Regions from separate parts of the Macaca mulatta genome. Here region 1 is linked to region 2. A link is a contact called in public Hi-C data. All regions are on one chromosome and are shown on one strand. Each heading gives the region's core, a stretch centred on a gene start, on an enhancer-like site or on the middle of the called end of the contact. The rest is flanking DNA. Distances are from core to core; before and after follow the strand shown. Region 1 holds the start of C1H1orf216 (chromosome 1 C1orf216 homolog). Region 2 holds the start of CLSPN (claspin).

Region 1 (4,765 bases), core at 940-3,439, 53 kb after region 2:
GCACACAAAACTATAAATTTAGATTCAGGAAACAGGGTCTGCAACATTATCAGAACTTCTGTCTCTCATCTCTGTTTCTTCCCTGCCTCATCTTCCTTTAATTTCATTTCAGAAGATCCCAGACTCCGACTGGCTCACCTGGAGTGGAGTTCCTATCCCTTGATTCTTCAGGCTTTCATTTGACCCACATGGTTAAGCTGGGAGAGACAGAGTCCAAACAGAGGCAGAGAAAGGCTATTCTGGGCAGAACAAACAATTGATGACTTTATGGCTCTGTGGTCTGGGGAGAACTGCATAACCCTAGATCACCAAAGCTGAGAGCCTTTAAGAGTGAGGATTTGGGCCGGGCATAGTGGCTCACGCCTGTAATCCCAGCACTTTGGGAGGCTGAGGTGGGTGGATCACAAGGTCAGGAGATCAAGACCAACCTGACCAACATGGTGAAACCCCATCTCTACTAAAAATACAAAAATTAGCTGACGTGATGCATACACCTGTAATCCCAGCTACTCGGGAGGCTGAGGCAAGAGAATCGCTTGAACCTGAGAGGCATACGTTGCGGTGAACCGAGATTGCACCACTGCACTCCAGCCTAGGCGACAGAGCGAGAATACATCTCAAAAAACAAAAAAAACAACCAACAGTAAGGATTTGGATTTGGGTCACCCCAGGCTGAAGGCCAGGGGAACCTGAAGTGGATAAGGGAAGGGAGAGAACTTAGGCCACAGGATCTGATGTAGAAATGAGGCTGACATCTCCACCTGTATTTTCTTAGCTGGAGGAGTGTGCAAAGTTTGAATTACTTCTGCCTTCTTCTTATTTCCTTTTCCCTCTTAAAATAGTCATCATAATCATAAAAATTTATTTTCCATTTTCCCTGTTTTTGCATATAGGATTTCTTGGTGTGATTTCAATTTGCCAATTAGTATCTAGGTTGCAGAATGGTGACTTGGAATCAAGTTGAAACTGGAAGAGGGTACCTTATATATTAGGGTCAGCAATTACTAAACTCTGTTCTCTTTTATTCCAAACAGTGTCCCCAACTTCACATTTCCCCAGGGTGCAAAAGAGGGGGATCAAGCTTCAGTAGAGTGGAGCTCTGAGAAGAATTCACTAGAGTTTGGAAGCCAGGACCCTTTTTATAACCTTGTTCCTCCTCACCTGGGCAAAAGCACTAGTGCCCACTGCACAGGTGTCATGGACGGGCTCTGTGTCCTGTGGAGAGCCCCCATCCCAGGTACAGGACATCAGCCCTGGGACCTGTCCCAGGCTGGATCTTCTTCTTTCTCTCTCTCTCTCTTTTTTTTTTTTTTTTTGAGACAGAGTCCCACTCTGTTGCCCAGGCTGGAGTGTAGTGGTACAGTCTTGGCTCACTGCAACCTCCACCTCCCAGGTTCAAGCGATTCTCCTGCCTCAGCCTCCCGAGTACCTGGGATTACAGGCGCCCGCCACCACGCCCAGCTAATTTTCCTATTTTAGTAGAGACAGTGTTTCACCATGTTGGCCAGGCTGGTCTCGAACTCCTGACCTCAGGTGATCCGCCGGCCTCGGCCTTCCAAAGTGCTGGGATTACAGGCGTGAGCCACCGCGCCCGGTCTCAGTGACTTTAGTCAAGTAGCACAAAAAGAAATATATAATTCCAAATTGTGATAAATGCTATGAAGAAAAGGAACGTGCCCTGACATACAAGGGGGAACGAATGCGATCTAGGGAGTCAGAGATTTCTCCGAGAAGAGAGCTGAAATAGGAGTAAATCGAGAGGGGGAAGAGACTGCTAGACCGAGGGAACCGTGCGTGCCAAAGCCGCGTGGCGGAAAGGGGCGTGCGGGAGGGTAGCTGCGGAGAGGGAGGGTAGAGGACAAAGCCGGAGAGGCAGACGGAGGGCCGGACGCGCAGAGCCCCGCGGCTGCTGCCTTAGGGGTTGTCCCGGCTGTGGGGAAGTCCTAGAGGAGTTTAAAGCCGGAAGGTGGTGACTAATCAGATTTCACTTGAAAATGGCACGGTGTCTGCAGTGAGGTGAACTGATGGGAAGGGCCCAGCGAACGCCAATAGGAGAGAGCACCGGACCTGAAAGGCCTGGTTCAACGCGGCCCCGCGCGGGGGCGAGGCGGTTCCGGCGCAGAGCCTAGCGCGCGGCTCCGCGGAAAACCGAACCGGCCCACGTGGGCCCGGCCGCTCCGCCCCGCCGCGCAGACGCCGCCTGACTCCGCAGTCCGGACCTGGGGCTGGGCGCGCTGCCCGGGAGCCCCGCACCCACCCTTGGACCGCGGAGACGCCCAGGCCGAGGAACCCCCAGCCCAGGGACTAGACACCACCAGGGCCGGGCGGAGCCATAGCCAGACGCGCCGGATCGGGCGCCTCTAGGCCGTGAGTCGGAGGCGGGGGGCTTGGGGCCCAGCCGCGGGAAGCGGGGAGTCACAGCGGCCTCCGAGGAGACTAGGGAAGGATGGTCTCTGCCTCCTGGGGTGTTCTCCCACTCCCGCAAGGCCAGGAAAGGAGGCTGCCTCCTATTTGGGCGGAGACCTAGTCCTGGGGTGGCGGGGTTCCTATTTTACTATTTCTGAGAACCCTGTGATCCCTAGCGCCACCCCTACCCCATCCCAGCTTCCTTCATGGCCCCATCCAAGTATAGGAAAAATTAAAAATTGGGGCGAGGGGAGATCTGTAGGCACCTTCCCACAAGCCTTGCTTAGAGGGCGATTACAAAGGAACTGTTCCTACACCCTTCTCCCCAGGACTTCTGCCCGTTGCTGGGGGTGGGGAGGGTCCATGCCACCTATGGAGCGCCTCCCAGTGCCGGCTCCACTTACAATATCCTTCCTCTTCATGCTCTTAAATTGTTCTAATCCCAGTGCTGTTTGGTCAGTAGAATTCCTTTGTCAATTCAAATCCTAATTTTGGTTAGAAGCAGGTTATGGAGGAGAGAAGAGTGGTGTGGTATGCCCGCCCTCCAGGGCCTCAGGATGGAGCAAGCTAGGGACAGGGACACAAGATAGTGGCCGTGTTCCAGAGGCATTGGGAGGGAAGTGGGCAGGCTCAGAAGAAAAGCTTGTCACTGGGGAAGGCTGGGCTCCCTGGCTGGGGTAGGAGAGGGAACTGAACCCAGCTCTTCCAGCCCGGGGGAGTCGGGAGTAGCTTCCTGAGCATGGAAATTCACTGCAGTCTCTTCTCCCATTCACTCGCTTAGCAAGTACCAGTATGCACAGATAGCCTGGTTCCGGGCTCTATGCTGGCTGACTCTGGGGAATATGATGGAGGATATATAGGGGAGGTCCAAGCTAGATTACAAACTGCTATTACAAGATCATTGCCACAAACCAAAACTGCCAGTTAAATAGACATTCACTGATCGTCGACCATGTATGCCAGGGACAGACACAAAGTTGGATAAGACAGTGTGTACCCAGGGCAGTGGGGACCCAGAGGAAGGCATAACTAACCGTGCTTGTTTATGTAATATTGATTGCGGCAGTATCAAGACAGCTTCAGAGACATGGGTACATGGAGATATGGGGATATTACAGCTGATTTTGAAGTACAAAAAGGAATTTGCTGGGTGGAGAAGGGAGGAGCTTTGAGGGGAGGGGAGAGGAAGGATATTATAGGCCAAAGGAATACTGTAAGAAGGACAATGGTGTGTTTTGAGATCTCTGGGCAGTTTGCTATGATGGGAGGGACAGAGTGGCAAAAGGCAGGTGTGGAAGGGTGAGCAGAGGCTAGATCAAACAGGGCCTTGTAGGCCACATAGAGGTTTAGCAGGAGTTCAGGGAGGGCATTCTGAGTGGTGACAAGTGAAATTTACATTTGTAACTGGGGGCAGAGAGACCAGTGAAAAGGCCGAGGCAATAATCCAGGTCAGAAATGGCCTGGAAGAGGAAGAATGGTCAGAATGTGGTTATCAATGAGATGGGAGAAGGAAGGAGAGTGAGGAGCCCAGGATGCTCCTAGCCTTCTGGATGGAGGGTGGAGCCATCTTGCTGAGGATACTGAAGGAGAGCTTGTTTGGTTATATAGAATTTTGGTGGTGGGGGCGGGGGGCGGGGGGTGGAGAGGGATGAAGTCTCACTCTGTCACCCAGGCTGGAGTGTGGTGGCACAATCTCAGTTCACTACAACCTCTGCCTCCTGGGTTCAAGCGCTTCCCAAATAGCTGGGATTACAGGTGCCTGTCACCACGCCTGGCTAATTTTTGTATTTTTAGTAGAGATGGGGTTTCACCATGTTGGCCAGTCTAGTCTCGAACTTCTGACCTCAGGTGATCTGCCTGCCTCGGCCTCCCAAAGTGCTGTGATTACAGGCATGAGCCACCGCACCCAGACTGGTTATGTAGAATTTGAGGAGCCTATGATTGGTTGCAGGGTTGGATAGCAGTTAGATCTGGGCTGAAGACAGATCTGAGAGTCATCAGCATATGATGGACCTTGAAGCTACAGCAGAGAATGAGGTCCTCTGGAGAGAAATGTGCAAAATCAGAAGACAGCCTGGCTCTGAGGACTGAGGAAAAACCCTCTGCAGGAGACTGAGAATGAACAGGTAGACAGGGAGGACGAAAACCGTGAGGGGAAGTGTCACCAGAGTCAAGAGAAAGGGCTTGACAGGGAGTGGTCGGGCTCTTGCTTTCAGCCTTGTCCCTGCAGCTAAGTTGCCCTGACTTCAGGCACCCCACCCTGTCCTACTGTGACTCAGTCTCCTGCTTTCCCTTTACAGACCAGATGTTCGCCATCCAGCCAGGGCTAGCTGAGGGGGGCCAATTCCTGGGGGACCCA
Region 2 (4,778 bases), core at 1,952-4,451:
GATCACGAGGTCAGGAGATCGAGACCATCCTGGCGAACACGGTGAAACCCCATCTCTACTAAAAATACAAAAAATTGGTGGGTGTGGTGGTGGGCGCTTGTGGTCCCAGCTACTCGGGAGGCTGAGGCAGAAGAATGGCATGAACCCGGGAGGCGGAGCTTGCAGTGAGCTGAGATTGTGCCACTGCCCTCCAGCCTGGGCGACAGGGTGAGACTCCGTCTCAAAAAAAAAGGTTGTCAAGTGAATGAATTAATTAGTTCAACAAATATTCATCAGTTTTCCTACCTTGAACCTGGGATGTTCTAAGCCCTTTGTTCTCAAAGTGTGGTCTCCAGATCAGCAACACCAGCATCACCAGGGAATTTGTTAGAAATATACATTCCTGTGGGGCATGGTGGTTCATGCCCATAATCCCAGCACTTTGCGAGGCTGAGACATGCAGATTGCTTGAGTCCAAGAGTCTGAGACCAGCTTGGGCAGCATGGTAACACCCCTTCTCTACAAAATAAAAAATTAGCTGGGCATGGTGGTGCACACCTATAGTCCCAGCCACTTGGGAGGCTGAGGTGGAAGCGCTGCTTGAGTCTGGGAGGTTGAGGCTGCAATGAGCTGTGATCATTCCACTGCACTCAGCGAGAAAAAAAGGAAAGAAAGAAGTATACATTCCTGGACCCCACTTCAGATATACTGAATCAGAAACTTTGGCACTAGGACCCAACAATCGCTGTTTTTACCAGCCTTTCAGATTATTCTGATGCATGCTCAAGTTTAAGAAAGATAATTCTAGGTTGCAAAGATACAGAGGCAAAGAAAACAAAGTGCCTGTCCTCTTGGAATAACAACAGACAAATAGATATAAATAAAATTTCAGGCAAAGGGAAGTGTTAGCAGGGAAAGCAGCACAGGAGGAGGGAGAACACAGAGGATGCTCAGGCAGGGTCTCTCTGAGGGGTATGAACTCTGAAGTCACCTCGAGTCTGAAAATTGGCTCCACCAGTTTCTAGCCTTTTAAAAGTTTGCTTTTCTCATCTTCTAAGAAAGAGATAATAATATTACCTACAAGTTTACTCTGAAGATTAAATAAGATAACACTTATAAAATCCTTGCAACTGTTTCTGTCACTAAGGCTTCAACAAACATTAGCCCTCCACATATGATGGGGAGTGCCATAGATGTATATTTGGGAGTCATTGATGTAGAAATTAATAGTAAAGTGGATGAAAAGGTGGATAAACCAGGACACAAAAAGAGAAGAGGATGGATGATGGGCTGTTTTTGGTGGTGGGGGCAGAAGTGGGTTGAGAGATGATGGGGAGGTAGAGAAATGAAGATGTGGAAAGGGAGCTTTTTTCTGAACCCAGCTAAAGCTGGAAATTTGGAAGAGGAGGCCAGTGGATTGGGTGATGAACCAACTATTTGGTATGCCTGTGACTGAGGAGGTTCTCAGGATGCAGGACTTTCAGTGCTAAAACTAGGAAAGTCCTGGGCAAGCTGGGCTGGCAGTGGATATGACCATGGAGGGTGAAGTGAGCAATAAATACTCTGACCTTTCTTTCCTGGTGGTCTCTCATCTCCTTACAGTCACCTTATAAAGTGCCTTTACAGGGGCCTGACCCAACCAGAAGCCAGAGGGCAAGGGAGCTGGGATAATACAGTCTAGACAGGTCAGCCTTGCCTTAACACAAAACAGGGTAAAGGAAGGACAGAGAATTAACCTGGAGGGGCAAAAAATAATGGCCAGCACAGTGGCAAAGCTGGGATTAGAATTGTTTGGGATAGGCTAGGTGCGGTGGCTCATGCCTGTAATCCCAGTACTTTGGGAGGCTGAGACGGGCGGATCACGAGGTCAGGAGTTCGAGATCAGCCTGGCCAACACGGTGAAACCTCATCTCTACTAAAGATAAAAAAAAAATACCTGGGTGTGGTGGCATATACCTGTAATTCCAGCTACTTAGGAGGCTGAGGCAGGAGAATGGCTTGAACCCGGGAGGCGGAGGTTGCGATGAGCCAATATCAGGTCATTGCACTTTAGTTTTTTTTTTTTTTTTTTTTGAGACGGAGTCTCGCTCTGTCGCCCAGGCTGGAGTGCAGTGGCTGGATCTCAGCTCACTGCAAGCTCCGCCTCCCGGGTTTATGCCATTCTCCTGCCTCAGCCTCTCGAGTAGCTGGGACTACAGGCGCCCGCCACCTCGCCCGGCTAGTTTTTTGTATTTTTAGTAGAGACGGGGTTTCACCATGTTAGCCAGGATGGTCTCGATCTCCTGACCTTGTGATCCGCCCGTCTCGGCCTCCCAAAGTGCTGGGATTACAGGCTTGAGCCACCGCGCCCGGCCTCCCTACACTTTAGTTTTTAAAGACTAAAGGTCTTTAATAAATAAAAGTGGGCCAGGCGCGGTGACTCACGCCTGTAATCCCAGCACTTTGGGAGGCCGAGGCGGGGCGGATCATTTGAGGTCAGGAGTTCGAGACCAGCCTGGCCAACATGGTGAAACCCCGTCTCTACTAAAAATACAAAAATTAGTCAGGCATTGGTGGCGGGTGCCTGTAATCCTAGCTACTCGGGAGGCTGAGGCACGAGAATCTCTTGAACCCGGGAGGCGGAGGCTGCAGTGAGCCGAGATCGCGCCATTGCATTCCATCCTGGCTAACAGAGGGAGGCTCCGTCTCAAAAAAAAAAAAAAAAAACCAGTGTGTGTGTATACATATATATGTGTGTGTGTGCATATATGTGTGTACATATATGTGTGTGTGTCTATGTGTGTATATGTGTGAGAGTGTATATATGTGTGTGTGTATATATATATATTCAGTGGTAAGTGTCGTGTACAAAAGGCAGACAGGATCTAGCTGCTCCAGAAATGAAGTCAGTGGAGAAAATCCCACGGGGACCTTGGAATCCCTTTAAAAAGGTTCAGGTACAGGACACTCCCAGGTGCCCAGGAACCGTTTCCCAGCTCACTTCCCCCCGAAGACTCACCCCTCCAACCGCACTTCCTGCTTTGGCAAGTGTCAATGGTCAAAGACCACTGCTCGCCTGGTACCTACTGCCCGCCCCAGTGTACCTCCAGCTCCCCGAGGCGCCGCTACCAGCAGCTGCGACCCAGCCTGGGTTATTTGAGGTCGGCCGGAGGCGCTGCGTGATTGGTGGGTCGGAATGGGGCGGGGACTCGCTGGAAAATCCCCTCTGGATTGGTGCAAACCATGGGGGTGGGACCTCCACTCTGGCTGGGCGGGAAAGCTCGAACAGCGCTGCCGGGCTGGAGACGGCGGGAGCCGCTGCTCTCCGGCTGAGGGAACCAGAGACAGCTCCGTCCCTAACGGAGCACCGGGGAGGCAGGAGTCATGACGGGCGAGGTGGGTTCTGAGGTGAGTTTACGCACACGCCCCCCACCGGGGCTGCGAAGGCCCGGCACCGAGGGGTTAGGTGGGCCGGGGTAGACACCGCTGACCCGGGGCGCCCGGACGGGAGGACTGCGGCTCCCGGCGTTCACCGCGTCGGCTCCCGCAGCCTCGAGACTCGGTCGGGATGGGTTCCGACCAGGCGTCCCGTCCCGCCGCCAGGCTTCCCGCGCTTCGGGCTCCGTGGCCGGGGAGCTCCAGGTCTCTGCGGCGCGCGCTGCCGGCAGCCCAGCCCCTCCTCAGCCGGTTCCTGCCGCCAGCCCTCCCCTTTGGCGCGTTTCCTGTCGCGGAAGCTCCTCCCCTCAGGGTGCCCTGAAAGCCAGGAGGCTCTGGCCGAACCGGGCTGCAGGGGTGCGGGGCGGGATTCTCCGCAAAGAGAGGACGAGGGTGTTAGGGGGTTCCACATTGGGCCTGGGAGGGGCCCTGGAGGTCATCGCGCGGAGGCCCTTTGCGTTTTCCTACGGGGCCCCGAGTGGGAAGTCACCGCTGGGGCTCCTGGCTGGTGGCTCACACCTCCCTGGCGAAATTGGGCGTAGAAAATAGATGTTTCCAGACCTGTGTCCTTTCTGGGGCCGGATTCGGGCAAGGCACTCTCGCCTTAGGAGCAAAATTTAAAGGGGCGCCAAAACACTCAATCATCAAACTCATATTTTAATGCATTTTTTTTAAAAAAAACCGAAATTAATGCAAAAAAGTTTTTATGATTTGATATTGAACAAAATATCAGACGTTTAAACAGAGACAAGATCTGACCAGTCATTTGCACGACCTTGCCTTACTCACCTCACCCTAATCCCGTCCCTGGTTCCAATAAACTTTATCTACAAAAGCGGGTGTATTATTTACCTCATGAGCCGTAGATTATTGATTTAATTTTTTTAAAAATATTGCATTAATATTTATTTTGATTACTGAATTTTTTGAGACCTCACCCCACCCCAACGTCAAATGTCACCCTGCCCTTTGATGTTGCTGCAAATTGCCTAGAAGAGAATCGTCATTCAAAGCAGCCCTATTCCTTGAGCTGTCTGGTTACCTAAATTCGGTTTCCACATTCACAAACAGAAGTAACAGTTTCAATGCTTTGGATTGTTGAAAGGATCGTCAGTGCATACACATTAATTCTCAGCAATCCCAGCACTTTGGGAGGCCAAGGCCAGCAGATTGCTTGAGCTCAAGATTTGGAAACCAGCCTGCGTAGAAAACGTGGCAAAATCCCGCCTCTACAAAAAAAAAAAAAAAATACAAAAATTAGCCGGGCGTCGCCCGTAGTCCCAGCTACTCGGGAGGCTGAGGTGAGAGGATCCTTTGGGCCTGGAGGTCAAGGCTGCAGTGAGCCATGATCCTGCCACTGTACTCTAGCCTGGGTGACAGAGTGA

Evidence for each region. A called contact is a pair of places that touch in the nucleus more often than the background predicts.
Region 1: a contact with region 2 is called in a Hi-C map of blood, with 2.4 times the contacts expected there. The contact joins the promoter of C1H1orf216 here to the promoter of CLSPN in region 2. A contact is called at or near these places in 3 of 14 Hi-C or Micro-C datasets (CD4 T cells, blood and liver).

Annotation. Positions count from the first base shown.
Region 1 is chr1:205,101,912-205,106,676 of T2T-MMU8v2.0, forward strand. It overlaps C1H1orf216 (chromosome 1 C1orf216 homolog), which reads left to right and starts at 2,190. Exons shown (of 2, transcript XM_077964089.1): 1 at 2,190-2,367; 2 at 4,707-4,765. The coding sequence starts at 4,712.
Region 2 is chr1:205,047,976-205,052,753 of T2T-MMU8v2.0, forward strand. CLSPN (claspin) reads left to right here and starts at 3,202. Exons shown (of 25, transcript XM_015135221.3): 1 at 3,202-3,366. The coding sequence starts at 3,343.